Linked DNA regions of Mus musculus: region 1 is linked to region 2. Evidence: chromatin contacts called from public Micro-C data. All regions are on one chromosome and are shown on one strand. The core of a region is the stretch at or near the end of the contact, and the rest is flanking DNA. Distances in the headings are between cores, read along the strand shown.

Region 1 (7,484 bases), core at 2,837-5,336, 71 kb after region 2:
CTCGATCACCAAGCTCGGTGGCAAAGTGATTTCACCAGTGGAGCCATCCTGTTCTCCAACATTTTTTCAATCACACCCAGGGTTCCCTCAAAAGCCTGCTACCAGGCTGGGAGAGATGGCTCAGTGGATAAGATTCTTACCAGGCAAGCCTGAAGATCACAGCTCAGATCCCCAGACCCACAAAAGGCAGACAGATGTGTTAGAAGGCACCTGAAACCTTGATTCACTTGCGGTGAGATGGAAGGCAGAGACAGGACAACACCTCCAGCTAGCCGGACTTCTACAGTGGTGATCAATAAGAGACTCTGCTCAAAGCAAGCTGGGAGCAAGGACAACCAAGACTGTCCTCTAGTCTGTACATCTGCTCTGCTCTGTCTGTCTGTCTCACTCATTCTCTCTCCATCTCTCTCTGTCTCTCTGTCTCTCTCTCATTCTCTCCCTCCTCTCTCTCTCTCATGCATGAGCACACACGGACACGGACACGGAGACACACACACACACGCACACGCACACGCGCACACACATATACTTTCTTCCCTAAAAGCCTGTTATCTTCAGCTCAGTTAAAGCTTTTTGAGATTTTCAGCTGCCTGGGAAATATTTCAGTTCTCTTTCACTGAAAGTATAACTCACAACAGTGAGGAGACACTGTGCCTTCCTTCCACTGTAGGAAAGAAGGCATAGCCAAACAGAATCGGATAAAGTCTGCCCCCCCCCCACCATTCAACTTATTACGGAAAATTAAAATCTTACTTACATAAACATTCCCCACCAAACAGCACACCAAATCTGAATGTATTAGCCCAGGGCAAACGATAAATGCATAGATAATTTTCCAATTCATATAGGATGAAATAATGATTATTTTTTATAAATCAACAGTTCTATGAGGCCAGCTGCAGTTAATTTATGGTATCTGGTTCTAATCTTATTTGAGAATATTAATTTTTATTGTACTTTGTTGCAGAATGGTTAGGACTGGCAAGCAGGTAACTGTGATACTGCCCAGTATAAAGGAGTATTTTTGCTTGAGACCTGATGGGGTGGGGGGGAGAGGCACTCATTCTCGATGTAGCTTCTGTCTGGACACAAGGACACAGACGCCTGCACATCCCTTCTGCTTTGGCATTTCCTTTGGACTTTTCCTGGAAGGGCTAAGGGAATGACTGACAGTGAGGAGTCACCTAGCAAGCACACTCAGGAGCTCAGCAGAGAATGACAAAGCCGCCGACTGCAGCAGGGCTCCTGGGCTGTTTTTGGACATTTTGGCAGAGAATTTCAGGTACATAGGGGATTTTTCCTCCACTCCTCTTTGGGTGCCTCCTACAGAGAAAGGATGCAGGTGACACTCAGAGCAGACACTTGAAAACTGAAAGACTGTGACACCCCCACCCCACCCCCACGCAAATGGAACAGAATGGCCCTGGATGGGTACACACAGCAGCAAGGGGAAAGAGAACACAGGGTAGGGATCAGACAGGCGGGGTCTGTGTGAAAAGGGACAGCCTGAAAAGAGCAAAAGGCAGGGTGTAACCAGTGCTAGAGTTTTATTAGGCATCTGTCCTGATTAGCTTTAACTGTCACCTTGACGAAGCCTAGAGTCATCTGGAGGACAGCCACTGCGCAGGAATTCCTAGAGCAGAGTGTATGTGTGCAGCTGTCTTGATTGTTCACTGACACAGAAAGGCTAGCGCCCACTGCGGGCAGCTCCGGCTCCATGTAAGAAGGCGTATAGACCATGCTGCTAGCGGGCAGCGTCCTCTGGCTCCTGCAGTAAGCACTTCTGGGTTGGGAAGTGAGTTCCTCGGTGGATGTGGTGCTGTGTGGAACAGCAAGCAGGCCTGCCCGCTAGCTCTTGATGGAGTACTTCCCTCAAGGATGGCTGTGATCTGGAGTTGTAGGCGGGCATAAACCCTTTCCTTTCCTAAGGGGCTTTGTGCAGCATATTCAGGTCAGATGGCTTATTTTGGAAGGTAAAGATTAAGGATGATGGGGAAAGGTTTGGATGCAGGAAGGTTTTAGAGGGGTACCCCTCAACTGGTGTACTGGGCAGGTGGCACTAACAAGAACAACAGTGAGAGCCTTCAGTCAGATGGATGGAAGACTCTGGAATGGCAGGACTATACAAACGACAGGCAGACTGATAGGGATCCTGGCTTAGTATGTCAACATGAAACTTTTGGTTCTTGCTTGATCACTCCTGAGAGACCACTGTAGGTCTATCCACCTTGGCAGTGAGCATCTTATCCTCCACCGTGGTTTCAGATAGAAGCTGGGGTGGGCCCAAGGCTCAAGGAACGGTGCGGAAGATAAGGCAGAAAGATGGCCAGAGCCAGAGGATCAGGGAGCTTGCTGTGAGATTTGTCTCCCAGTGATGTCAGAAGCATCTGCTGAACAAGCATGACACCGATGGACATGCCCAAACAGGATGGAGAAAAGCCCACGAGGCCTCACTCCTACCCACAGAACTACACAGGCAAACGAGGGAAGCTGGGCGTGGGAGAGGTGGCCTTCTCAAAGGAAGAGCAGACCAGCCACAGTGGCAAATGGTCAGCGCTGAAAATATACACACAGGCAGCGTTATACAGACCAAACGTGTTATATTTAGAGAATATATATATATCCATATATGCATGCATTAGCGATTAGTGAAAAAGGGGACATGGATTTGAAGCAGAGAGGGGAGGCTTATGGGTGGGTCTAGAGGGAGGAAAGGGAAGGGAGAAATACTGTAATTAAATTATAACCCCAACCTCATTACCCCAAAAAGGAAGAAACTTGAGTCTTGGCCAACAGCTTAGTCTTCCAAAGCTCCAGTTTTGTAGAGATCTGACACATTAGAGGCTCAACTCAATTTCACATTGCTATACATGACAGGCAGGTTCCTTGGCCTCACGAAACCTTCTTTTCCTCACATTAGAGAGGAAAAGATGAAATAGCACAGACTGTGTATCATGCTGTAGACATAGCTATGTAACGCGCACAGGACACCTGGCTACCCGCCTGTGGTGATCTCCATGGGGAATGCTCTCCGTTAGCTTATGCATGTGAATCCTTGGTCCCCGCTGGCCGCACCATTGGGATTTTGCTGCAGGAAGCATGTCACGGGAGTGGCCGCCAGACTGCTCCAGTTTGTTCACCCCGCTTTCTGCTTGCCATACGATGTGTTTGCATATGCGATCTCGGCTTCCTCATCCGGTTGCCATGCACGCTGCTGGCTGCCATGCTCCCCGCCATGCTAGACCCTCATCCCTCTGCCAGAAGTTGCTTTTGGCTGTGGTGTTTTGTCACAGCAACAACAATGTGACTAATACACAGCTGCAGGACAAACAAACAAAACAAAACAAAAAAGGCCTCCAAGTGTATTACCTACCCATCAGGATAAACTGCGGCTCCCATTGTCCTTCTTCATAAAGGACCCAAGAGGCTAGGCTGCGTCTCACTCTTCCTGAAGCTGGGACACCTTTCCTTGTCTTACACCCTGCCCTCCCCGGGACATTTAAAAGGCCCTTGTAGTTCTAGTTTCTTAGAAAGGCTGTGAGCAGTCCTGATTTTGGCGGTAGAGAGCCTACTTTGAATCAAGATAGGAATAGACATTCTGCATGCAACAGTTTACCAAGGCCCCAGTCAGTCAGCCAAGACCTTTCCAGCATGGCCAGAGTCTTCTGAGTCATTCTGGACCCTAATTTCTGTACAGAGCTCAAGGGCAGTCTTTGAGGGTTCTATAAACATTGATGCTTTCCTGACATATAGACTTCTTAGAATGGTCTTACTAGAGCTGCCAACGAAATCGAAAACAATGTTTGTACATTCAGAAATTTCATTAAAAAATTAATTTGTGATCTTTGCTCTTAAAACCCTAGTTAGTGGTCACAATGTTAGCTGTTGTTTTTAAATCTCTCTTTTACATTTAAGATTGTTTCTAAAAAAAAGCAATAAACTTATTTTAAATCTAGGAATACAAGGTAATATTTATTGCCTGTTGAAAGAAATAAATTGTGGACTCTGTCCATGCCATGGGATTTGCTGGCATTACATGTGACTGTTGGTGATGATGACAGCCTGGAACATGGAAGAGGTTCTTTATAAATCAATAACCAGAGTGGGGGGAGGAGGGGGCTGGCACTTTGGTGATTTCATTTCTAGCCACAGCTGGCCAGATTGCTTATTGGAAAATAAAAGTCATGGTAAATTGAGCTTGACGGTAACCAGGCTTGACTGTGTAGACCCAGTTCTCCACTTGCAGCAGTTAGAGTGTGTGGAGGCGGGGAGGTGACAGGAAAAGGAAGCCTGTCTGTCACAGATCCATCTTCCTTATCTTGGAGGGCACAAGTCATCTGCTGTTTGTGTGAGTGCTGCTTTCTGCCAGCTCCTGGGCTCTGTACATTCTTAGCGTCTCTGCATCGCCTCAAGTGCAGCCATTTTGCCTATCCTGTTTCTCAAGAGGGAACAAAAATCCGAGCCCCGCTGTCCACTAAGTTAATCATTTAATCTTAAAAACCCAAGGGCTGGAGAGAAGTCTCAGTGGCTAAAAACATATAATGCTTGGTTGGGGGACCTGCAGTTGGTTCGCAGCACCCATGCCTAGTGACCCCCAAATGTCCTACAGCTCTGGCTCCAGGGGAGCTAGCTAACACTTCTGGCCTCCCCAGACACCTATGGGATGCCCATACCCACCCCCATGTATACATATAATTGAAATTTTCTCTTTGGTCTTAAAAAAAAAAAAAGCTGCTACTGCAGCCACTTTCCAAGTGTTCTTAGCTATATGCGGCTAATGACTTCTGTGTTGGGCTATATGACAACACATCAGTCCTCACTTCCCAGAATGTTCTAACAGACAACTGCAATTCAGAAAACCAAACTGGTACCAAGAAGCCCTTCTTTGTCCCCTGATTCTGAGGTCACGATAACCTTTGTGGTAAAAGTGCTAACTGACTCTGCTAGAATGTGGCCAGTCTCTAGCATCCGGTATCTTCCTAGACCGCAGGGAAACACAAATATTGCCACCCGGGCTGTGGTGCAAACACCCTGAAACCCGAGACAAAGTGTCCACCTTGTATTTCCCTTTAGAAACATTGAGCCATGTGTGTCTTCAACCCAGCAACAAGAGACCAGAGGGTGTTTACCTTGTATGAGCCCCTCCCACTGCTACGCGCAGTTGTAACAAACTTGTTTTTTATCATCTGTATGTGACTACGCAGGTGTTTTGAGGACCAAGAACTACAGAGGCTGTGATAACCTTCCCCTGCTCAGGATAGCCATCAAAGTCTTTGCTTTACCCTTTTAGGATGCTCAGTCTTCCAAACTGTCATTCCAGCCAATGAACTGGCTGGAGTCCCAAGTGCATCGCTCTCTGGATGCTGCTTGTGACAGGTACTACGAATTCCTGTTTTTTTTTTTTTGTTTTTTTTGTTTTTTCTTTTTTTCACTTTTGGGACAAGGTCTTGCTATGTAGCCCAGCCTAGTGTCAACTTGTGATCCTCCTGCCTCATCTTCTTTTTTTAAAAAATTTTTATTAGGTATTTTCCTCATTTACATTTCCAATGCTATCCCAAAAGTCCCCCATACCCACCCCCCACTCCCCTATCCACCCACTCCCACTTTTTGGCCCTGGCGTTCCCCTGTACTGGGGCATATAAAGTTTGCAAGTCTCTCTTTCCAGTGATGTATTAAAAAAGTGATGTATTAAAAGATGGCCGACTAGGCCATCTTTTAATACATATGCAGCTAGAATCAAGAGCTCTGGGGTACTGGTTAGTTCATATTGTTGTTCCACCTACAGGGTTGCAGTTCCCTTTAGTTCCTTGGGTGCTTTCTCTAGTTCCTCCATTGGGGGCCCTGTGATCCATCCAATAGCTGACTGTGAGCATCCACTTCTGTGTTTGCTAGGCCCCAGGATAGTCTCACAAGAGACAGCTATATCTGGGTCCTTTCAGCAAAATCTTGCTAGTGTATGCAATGGTGTCAGCGTTTGGAAGCTGATTATGGGATGGATCCCTGGATATGGCAGTCTCTACATGGTCCATCCTTTCATCTCAGCTCCAAACTTTGTCTCTGTAACTCCTTCCAAGGGTGTTTTGTTCCCACTTCTAAGAAGGCTGCCTCATCTTCTAAAGGGATTAAAGATATGCACCTCCAATCTAGTTTTTAAATTCTTCATTTACTTAACGACCCTCAAGATGTTACACCTCAATAGTAAAAACAAATTATGAGGGGCAGTTGCCGAGGCAACCCCAGAAACATTCTGTGACGTGTAACAATGTAACCACCTTTTCCTATTTGGGCTGGGATCGCAGTTTCGAGAGGCACAGCCTGGTTGCTGATCTTTTAGCGGAAGCACATGAGCAGGAGAGTCTATCTGCTGACCAACAGACACAAAACAGGGGAGCCGTACATTTTGAAAGGCAGGGTCATACTGTTACATTTGGTAAACTTCATACAGTTTAATTTTGGCGAGCCTCAAAATCCCGGTGCTGTGGCTGGACTGGTTTTACGGCAGGCGCTTCCTTTCAATGGTCCCAGAGCGATTTTCTGCACATCATCTGCACTGCACACCCATCATGGCTCTTTTTCTCTCCACTGGCCCCATTTGTTCTCCTGCATTAGGCAGGATTAATTATTGCCCTAATTTCCTAGGTAGGCAAATGGGGGACGAAGCAGCGAGACTCCGGCTTCACACAGTGCATTGAAGTGTGGCTTTACTTTCAGGCCACTGACCACAAACTAAGCCTACTTCCCGGCTGGAACATGGGACACAGGGCACTTGTTTTGACACCAGCTATTCCATTCACGGTGACACTGCCTCTAGATGAAAACTGGGCAAAATCTCTTGACACCTTCAAGACAAGGTGACTGACCAGAATGAAGAGTATACTGTAGGACAGAAATCACTTGGTGACATTTTCTACTGTGTAGGAGGCTCCCTGTCTCTTTTAATGGGCTGAGAATATGATCGCCAGCTTGGTACATGTTATCTGTTGAATGTGGAATATACTCCACAGGCTCTTGCATTTGAGCCTTAGCCTCCGGTGATTGTCCTTGTTTCAGAGGGACATAGGCCTAGCTGACAATGGACATAGGCTACCAGGAAGCCATGGACTTAGGGATTACAGCTTGGCCCAGCTTCTTCTTCTCCTCTCTGATTCTTGATATTCCGAGATGTGAAACAAGTCATGCCACAAGTTCCCGCCACCACAGGCCACGCATTTCTAGCTGCTGTGTCTTCCCTACCCTGGGACTGCAATTCACAATGACCCTCTTCTCCTTTAGGCCGCTTCTGTTAGGTTATTTTGTCATATTGATGACAAAAGTAATCAATACAGTCAACAAAGCTGAAACAGGCTGGTGGATGAGAGGGAAGAGGCCACGGAGAACTTCCTCATAGAGCAAGAACACCGGGGAAATGCGTTGAGAAGTGGAAGGGAAACAGAAAATGGTGAATTAAGGTCAGATCACTGTTTTTAACCCTCAAACCTACAGGG
Region 2 (7,220 bases), core at 2,233-4,732:
TATATAGCTAAAGAGGGAAGCACTGTGCTAGGATGAGGTTGTTTAACTTTAATTGGGCATGTTAATTAGGTGAACCAAAGGGGGCTTTTGATTGTCAGACTTTAATATTTTGATAGCTGGACCATGGTAGTCAGCCTCAGGAGGAGGAAGTGGCCAAATAAGGGAATGGACCTTTGTGGTTAGCCTTAGGAATAACGGTATTTTAGCAAGGGGGAGGGAATGGGAGAGGAGGGCAAGGCGAGCCAGAGTCATGCTCACCACGCATGAGCTAGCCAGAGTCCCTTCACTCACTCTGTAGCTCAGGTTGGGCTGGAGTTCCTGCTTCAGTTTCCCGAGTGCTGGGACTACAGTCTGGATCACCATATAACCTGTCCTATAGACATGTCTCCACCTATACATGAACTCCTGTAACCCTTATCCCACCCAGAGGCCTTCTCTGAGCATGATAAGCTGTCGCTCTGACCCTTCTGATTAGAGTCATAATTCACAGGACTTCTTGCTTCCCAAAGTTCACAGACCAGGCCCTGACACCTGTGAATTTGCATCTGCTGAGTCAGAGTGAATCAGCAAAAACAGAGGGGGGAGGGAAAGATCTTTAAAAGCCTCATTGAAATGCCTGGCCTGTCTTTATTTTTAAAAGCTTTCCTAAGGTTCTAAGGCTGGCCAGCTTTGAGTATGCTCCCCCCCCCCCCCAGCTTCCAGAATGAGGCTGTTACATGCAGAAGTTCACGTTGTATGTTCAGGAATCTATTAACTAGAAGAGATGCTGAAAAAAGTTTCATATCAGAGGCTTCCCTCCCACCAAGAGGGTCACCCTAAGTAATGAGTTTTGAGAACAGCAGGACTTTCCTTGGTCCAAGTGTGCATGACTCAGGGACTTAGGGTGTCTTAGTTACTGTTCAATTGCTGTGATAAGACACCATAATCAAGGCAATGTATAGAAGAAAGGATTTATTGGGTCTCAAAGTTCCAGTTGGTCAAAGTTCATGACAATTGTCTTACTTACTGCTGTGAACAGACACCATGACCAAGGCAACTCTTATGAGGTCAACATTTAACTGGGGCTGGCTCACAGGTTCACAAGTTCAGTCCATTATCATCAAGGTGGGAGCATGGCAGCATCCAGGCAGGCATGGTGCAGGTGGAGCTGAAAGTTCTACATCTTCATCTGAAGGCTGCTAGCAGAATACTGACTTCCAGGCAACTAGAATGAGGGTCTTAAAGGCCACGCCCACAGTGACACTTATTTCAACAAGGCAATACCTCCAAATAGTGCCACTTCCTGGGCCAAACATATTCAAACCATCACAACAACCATGGTTGGGATCTTGGCTACAGGCAGGCAGGTATGGCGCTAGAGTAGCAGCTAAGAGCTTGTTTCTCCTACAAGTAGGAGGCAGAGAGAGCTAACGGGCCTGACATGGGCTTTTAAAACCTCAAAACCCACTCTCATTGACATACCACCAACCAGGCCACACCCCCTAACTCATCCTAAACACTCAACCAAACTGAAGACTAAGCATTTAAACAGATGAGCCTAGGGGGGTGGGGATGGTGTGTGTGTGTGTGTGTGTGTGTGTGTGCTCTCTTTAAACTACCACAGTGGGTGTTGGAAAATCCATGGTCAACAAAATCCAACCCGAAGACAGTGGTTCTTGAGTTCCAGATGCGGGGTAAGCAAAGGGATATGGGCTTTATTGGGGGGAGGGTGTCAGTAAGGAAAAAGTGAGAGAACTTCCTGAGAGTGGGAGTGGTCCCCAGAGAGGGAAAAACATTATTAAATTGTTTTGTATAGCAGTTTTTATAGGACTTTCGGTAGAAATGAGGCAATGACTAATGTAATTTCTGTTGCGTTGGTTTTCCAGGCTGTCATGGTCAGAGCCAGTAGAATCCCCCATACTCTCTGTGTGCCCCCCGACCCAAAGTGGGAGATGCTAATACTGTTTGCTCACTGCCCACCCAGTCAAGGGTGGTGGAAGCCCTACCCCACTCTGTCTGTCTCTGACTTATTCCTTATTAGCAGCTGACCTTGACTATCTGGCCCTTATCCTGCTAGCCGCTGGCCTTATAGGTGTCTTGGTGGCTGTTAACTAAACTGTCTTTTCATTGTTCCCTTATTTACCTTGTATCACAGCTGCCAAGATGAATCTACAGTCTTTCTTCTCCCCCAGGGGTGGGGCCGTAGTCTTGTGTATGTTGTGATCTGCGTGGTGGTCTCCTTTCTAGACTAGGTAGACATTACTGGTTAGAAGTCATTTTTTACCTAATAGTAGACTGTTTGTCATATGACAGGACAACCATGCCTTGCATATATTCTCCAAAGAATGGAGTGGGGATGGAGTCTCAGGGAAGCCAGTTGGCCTGCTGACACCGGCTCAGAGCTCTGAGCTCTGGCCTCCCTCTCTCCTTATCTACTTGGTTATCTCTTAGTTGCTGGCCCTCTTATTTATCTTCCTTGGTGTTCCCTACTTTATTGTTTTAACCCTAACCTTCCTGTTAATCTGTATCTGTTATCTGTTTTCGCTGTACTATTTGTTATCAGAATGCACTCTTCCCTGTCCCTTACAACTTGTGACTTGCGAGCTGCTCCTGCAGTCTAAGTAGCCCACAGAGAGGGGAGGGCACTGCTGCAGTTTCTATTCACATTCGTTCTTAGAATCCCATCTCTTTTGTTCTGTGTGATGTATAACACATACAGTATTGTTTCCTAGTTGAGTGTCCCAAACTCTCAGAGGTTTAACACAATGGAAGTTGTGTCACACGGGGTCACAGTTGAGCCCCAGAGGTGTAAGGCAGTAGGCGTGACACACAACTGGAGTGGGCACGGACTGTCTGATGCAATAGGGATCATGCCATGTTGAAGTCCAGGAAACAGCTGGAGTTCTTTGCTTGTGGGTCCCTGATGCACATAGTGGACACTTGGATGACTGCTGAGTGGAGCTACGGTCCTAGCAGTAGCAGGACTCCGTCTTTATGAGGCCCAGGAGAGAGTGTTACAGTGGTTCCCTGTGACTGAGAAGCCTTGAGCCTGTGTTTTATAATATGGTTTGATCTGTGCAGACACACACACGGCCCTGCCCTAGTTTGATCAAAGTGCTCCCTTTGTACCTGTGGGGGTGCATTTGCCCTCCTCAGTCTGTGCACGCGGGCCGTGCTGCACAGTGTCTGTGGATGGATTCGGACTACTTCCTTCTGTGTGTGCATTAGACACGGAGCCGAAGGCTGCCCACTCACTGGAGTCACCCCGGGCAAGGCCCAGTCTGCAGCCATTGCTCCACCCAGTGTGGGGGAACGCTGAGCGCACGTGATCACCACGGCGGTACCCAGAGTTCTCAGCTTTTCTCTGGCTTTTGCCATTCTCTCCCTTAAGCCTCAGGTCTCCTAAAACATTTTGGCGCCGGACAAACCAGGGCAACCGATCAGGACTGTACTGGCTTCAAAACTTGAAGTTCCACCTTCTAGATAACATCTCAAGTCCAGGCCAAGCAGGACACTTGCTCCCCCTACTGGCCCCCTATCGAAGACCTTTCCAGTTACTCTTCCTGGTGTGGAATTCCAGGCCCCTGGTGACATCTGCTTATAACAGTGACTGCAACCTCCCCCGCCTCTATACAGGATGTCAGGGCTACTGCACCGTGGAGGCTGTGATCAGAAAATGACTAGACACAGCTGGTCTCCCCCCCGTGGATATTTGAGGGGAGCGAGTATTTGACAGGTGATGATCATTAACTGTGTCATGAAGAATGGTCACAGGAATCTTCCTATGGAACCTTGTAAGGAGAGCATAGAGTGTAGCTGTCTAGGTAGCTAGAAAGATGCTAAAATTGTTTCCATATTGGTTTGCCCTGTCCGTGAAAATAATTAGCAGCTGATAGCTTAGTTAGTGGGGGAGTTTTCAGAATTTGGTCCCCTTAACTTGAGTGTATCTGTTCACGCTGGCGGTTACCGCAGGGCACACTGCGCTTTGTCATCGTGCTGTGGGAGCTTTTCCGGGCTCAGAGGTGCTGCTGGCAGGAGAGGGTGTGGTCACAGGGTGGAGGTGGTAATGAGCAGGCAGAATGGGGCTCCAGGTGTTTCGAGGTGAAGCAATACTACCAGGTAGACAGCCACAAATAGCAGAGACCCCCAACTGGCAGCCAGAGAATTACTTCTGATGTCTGAAAGATGATGACGAGAAACAGACAAAGATGCAGGGGATGGCTCATCGCTGTAAACGGACTGGATTTGGAATCTCTTAGGAGACACACCTCTGAGCTTGTCTCCGAGGCTGTTTCTTGAGAGGTTTAACTGAAGAGGAAAGACCCATCCCATGGGCTGTGGTCTCTGACTAAATTGAAGGTACCAAAGAAAGAAGCCAGCTAAACACAGCAGCCATCTCTTTCTGCTTATTGACTGAGGAGCTGGGGTGGGTGGGGGTGAGGGTGGGTGGGGGGTAGGGGATAGCCACTTGCTCCACACAGGTGGTCAAGCCTTCCCTGCTGTGGCAGACTGACCCATACACTGCATCTTAGAGGAACCAAAGTCTGAGGCATGTCTGCAAAGGTCTGAGGTTGAGTGAGCCCAAGAGTGACTCCTGCCTGTAATAGGAGGACAGGGACCCATTTCTTGGGGGGATAAAGATGAAGAAATACAAAGTAACCTGCCTTTCCACGAGCATACACAGAGCTACAGTCGATTCTTGCCTGATTTCAATGGCCTCTAACTACCCCCTGCTCATGCCATATCTTAGCACAATGTTCTTGTTTTTTTTTTTTGTTTTTTTTTTTTTTTTTTTTTTTGATGACTTCTGGGAGCTGGCAGTGTTCCCAGTGACATCATTCCAGCTTCAAGCAACTGGCTGGTCTCAGTGCAGTTGGTATTGTCCTTGGGGTCCGGAGCATTGTCCATACCTGGGTGTCCTGGCTACTTTTATGTCATCTCAACACAAGCTGGAGTTATCTGAAGAGAAGGAAGCTCAATTGAGAAAATGCCTCCACAAGATCCAACTGTAAGGCATTTTCTTAATTGGTAACTGACGGGGAAGTGTCCAGCCCATTGTGAGTGGCACTATCTCTGGGCTGTAATCTAGCGTTCTATAAGAAAGCGGGCTGAGTAGGCCAGTAAACAGCATCCCTCTATGGCCTCTGCATCAGCTCCTGCCTCCAGGTTCCTGCCCTGTTTGAGTTTCTGTCCTGACTTCCTTCAATGATGAACAGTGCTGTGACCTGGACCAAACACTGGACCACATCCCGGGGCTGCTTTAGGGGCTCAGTGGAGGGAGGGGAGATTTCAGGGCTCTCTCTCCATTGAAGCCTTGTTACCTGAGACTGGGTACTGTCTTTCTGCCTTTCCTGAAGGTGATCCAGCCACACCAGGCGGTTCTCCATTAAGGAGTTCTCCAGCTTGAGCTACAAGGGAAGACCCACGCCAGCCCTTTGCTCTTGTTTCTCTTTTCTTCCAAGAGACTTCCTCCCTCTTTCATGCAGGGGTACAAAAACACATCAGTGTGTCAGCCTCTGTGGACAGACCCCCAAAGAGACCACAGGTTCCCAGACTCTTCCCTACTGTGAAACTGGGGGTGCCTAGGAGGCTCTGTGTAGTATCTCTTTGTTCCTCAAAATGCAACACCAAGGTCATTAATTCACTGCAAAGAGAAGTCTGAAAATAGACTTTTGTGAATGATGCTTCCGAGGTGTTTAAAATGTCACAGCTAATTTTGAATAAGGACATGTGGGAAAACTCAGTCTTCCCGTCCTAGAGTAATTTAGGGTGTATCATGAAACCTAATAAAGAATGGGCCAGTTGGGTGATGTTTCCAGAAAGGGCCCGGAAATTGCCCTGACTGTGGAAAGGGGTACAACCCTCCCGTGCTTTTCTTCTTCTTTGTTCTGTGGAAAAGGTTCTGTGGAAAGGGAAATTCGGGGAAGCAGGGTCTTCATTTCAGCTAACTGTTGTTATTCTTCCTATGAAATATATAAAGTGTCTTTTCACTTAGCCTCCCATAGCTACTTACAAACTTAGAAACCCATCACATGCAAAAACATGCCAGGGCCATGCCAGGGCCACAGAGAAAACCATCTTTGCCACTTCTCTGGGTGCTAGAGCCTCCGCTTAGGCTCCGGAGGAGAGGAGGAGAGCTGCCTGGCCACTGGTGCCCTGCTGGGCCTTAAAGAGATGGCGAGAAGAGAGGGAAGGAAGCATTTCGAGATCAACACTGCCCATTTCAGGCCCCCAGAGAGCAAAGGGTTCTCGATGGTTATGTCGGGGAGGTTAGGACTTTCCATGCATGCTTCAGGATTCGGCAGCAGGATTCATTTGCTTAACTTTGCTCAGACGAGCACTGAGAAGACTGTCTTCTCTGGCTGAGCTATCAGCTAATAAATTAGAGTTAACCCAGTCACTACCACACCTCACCTTCCCCTTGTCTGCTAGGTTAACTGTAGCTCCCAGAGAACTATTTCCTTGGGCTAGAAATAGTATCAAAATCTCCATCTGACTTTCCGACAAATAGAGGCAATGGAACGTTACTGTCCACTCATTTTAACTTTTACTTCATGTCTATGATTGCTTTGCCTCCATGCAGATCTATGTATGCAGCACTTGTGTGCCTGGTGCACACAGAGACCAGAAGAGAGGATCAGATCTCCCGGAACTGGAGTTACAGACTCATGGGTGCTTAGGATTGACCTCGGATCCCCTGCAAGAGCTGTTGGTGCTCTTAAAAGGATGGCTTTTGTGACTTACCTTCCCACTGCATAGAATGGGAATTGAGTGTGTCCATTTCTTTTCTTTTAGAAGCTTTCAGGGGAATTATTTAAAGACTCAAGTGGGAAGCTGAGGGTGGGAGAGGATTTTTAAGAAGAAAGATGTTTAATGTGAATTGAGTAGCCTCTTGGGTTGCTTGAGAAGGTATGGAAATCTCTTTAGGCTCTGGAGGCCTGTTTCTTAGAAAATCTGAGCCATGGTGCACTTCACTGTGACCATTTGGGTATAGGAGAATGATTCTTGGTCCTGCTCTGTGGTTTGAGCAATGTCTGAATCTCATGTCTAAAGACTCCTTTTAAGTGGAAGGATCTTTTAAATTCTTGATGTAAGTTCTTGTATTGTTTTTGCTTGAATTGATGGAACGCCCACCTGTAGATGGAAAATCAATACATTAGTGTGTGTTTCCTCATGGATTAAGTTTCATCTTTATTTGTCCCCCCCCCCCAGGCAAAACTCTTTGGAGTTTTATCCTGTAT

Evidence for each region. A called contact is a pair of places that touch in the nucleus more often than the background predicts.
Region 1: a Micro-C map of the G1E-ER4 cell line shows a contact between it and region 2. The contact joins two enhancer-like sites. A contact is called at or near these places in 1 of 39 promoter capture datasets (macrophages), 4 of 484 Hi-C or Micro-C datasets (the G1E-ER4 cell line, macrophages, myeloid progenitors and 1 more), 3 of 115 datasets of contacts at active chromatin or transcription factors (CD8 T cells, effector CD8 T cells and microglia) and 3 of 9 other capture datasets (adipose tissue, liver and pancreatic islet).

What each region holds. Positions count from the first base shown.
Region 1 is chr3:51,740,330-51,747,813 of GRCm38.p6, forward strand. All of the region lies in intron 2 of Maml3 (mastermind like transcriptional coactivator 3), which reads right to left. Among named protein-coding and RNA genes, the nearest start is that of Gm46803, 36 kb to the left of the region's middle. Within about 2 kb of position 4,087, at least 103 of the 459 cell types and tissues checked have an H3K27ac peak or open chromatin away from gene starts, as enhancers often do. A contact at or near this core is called in the G1E-ER4 cell line and myeloid progenitors, where this site is marked.
Region 2 is chr3:51,670,374-51,677,593 of GRCm38.p6, forward strand. It overlaps Mgst2 (microsomal glutathione S-transferase 2), which reads left to right. Exons shown (of 5, transcript NM_174995.3): 3 at 7,192-7,220. Among named protein-coding and RNA genes, the nearest start is that of Mgst2, 13 kb to the left of the region's middle. Within about 2 kb of position 3,483, at least 46 of the 459 cell types and tissues checked have an H3K27ac peak or open chromatin away from gene starts, as enhancers often do. A contact at or near this core is called in the G1E-ER4 cell line and myeloid progenitors, where this site is marked.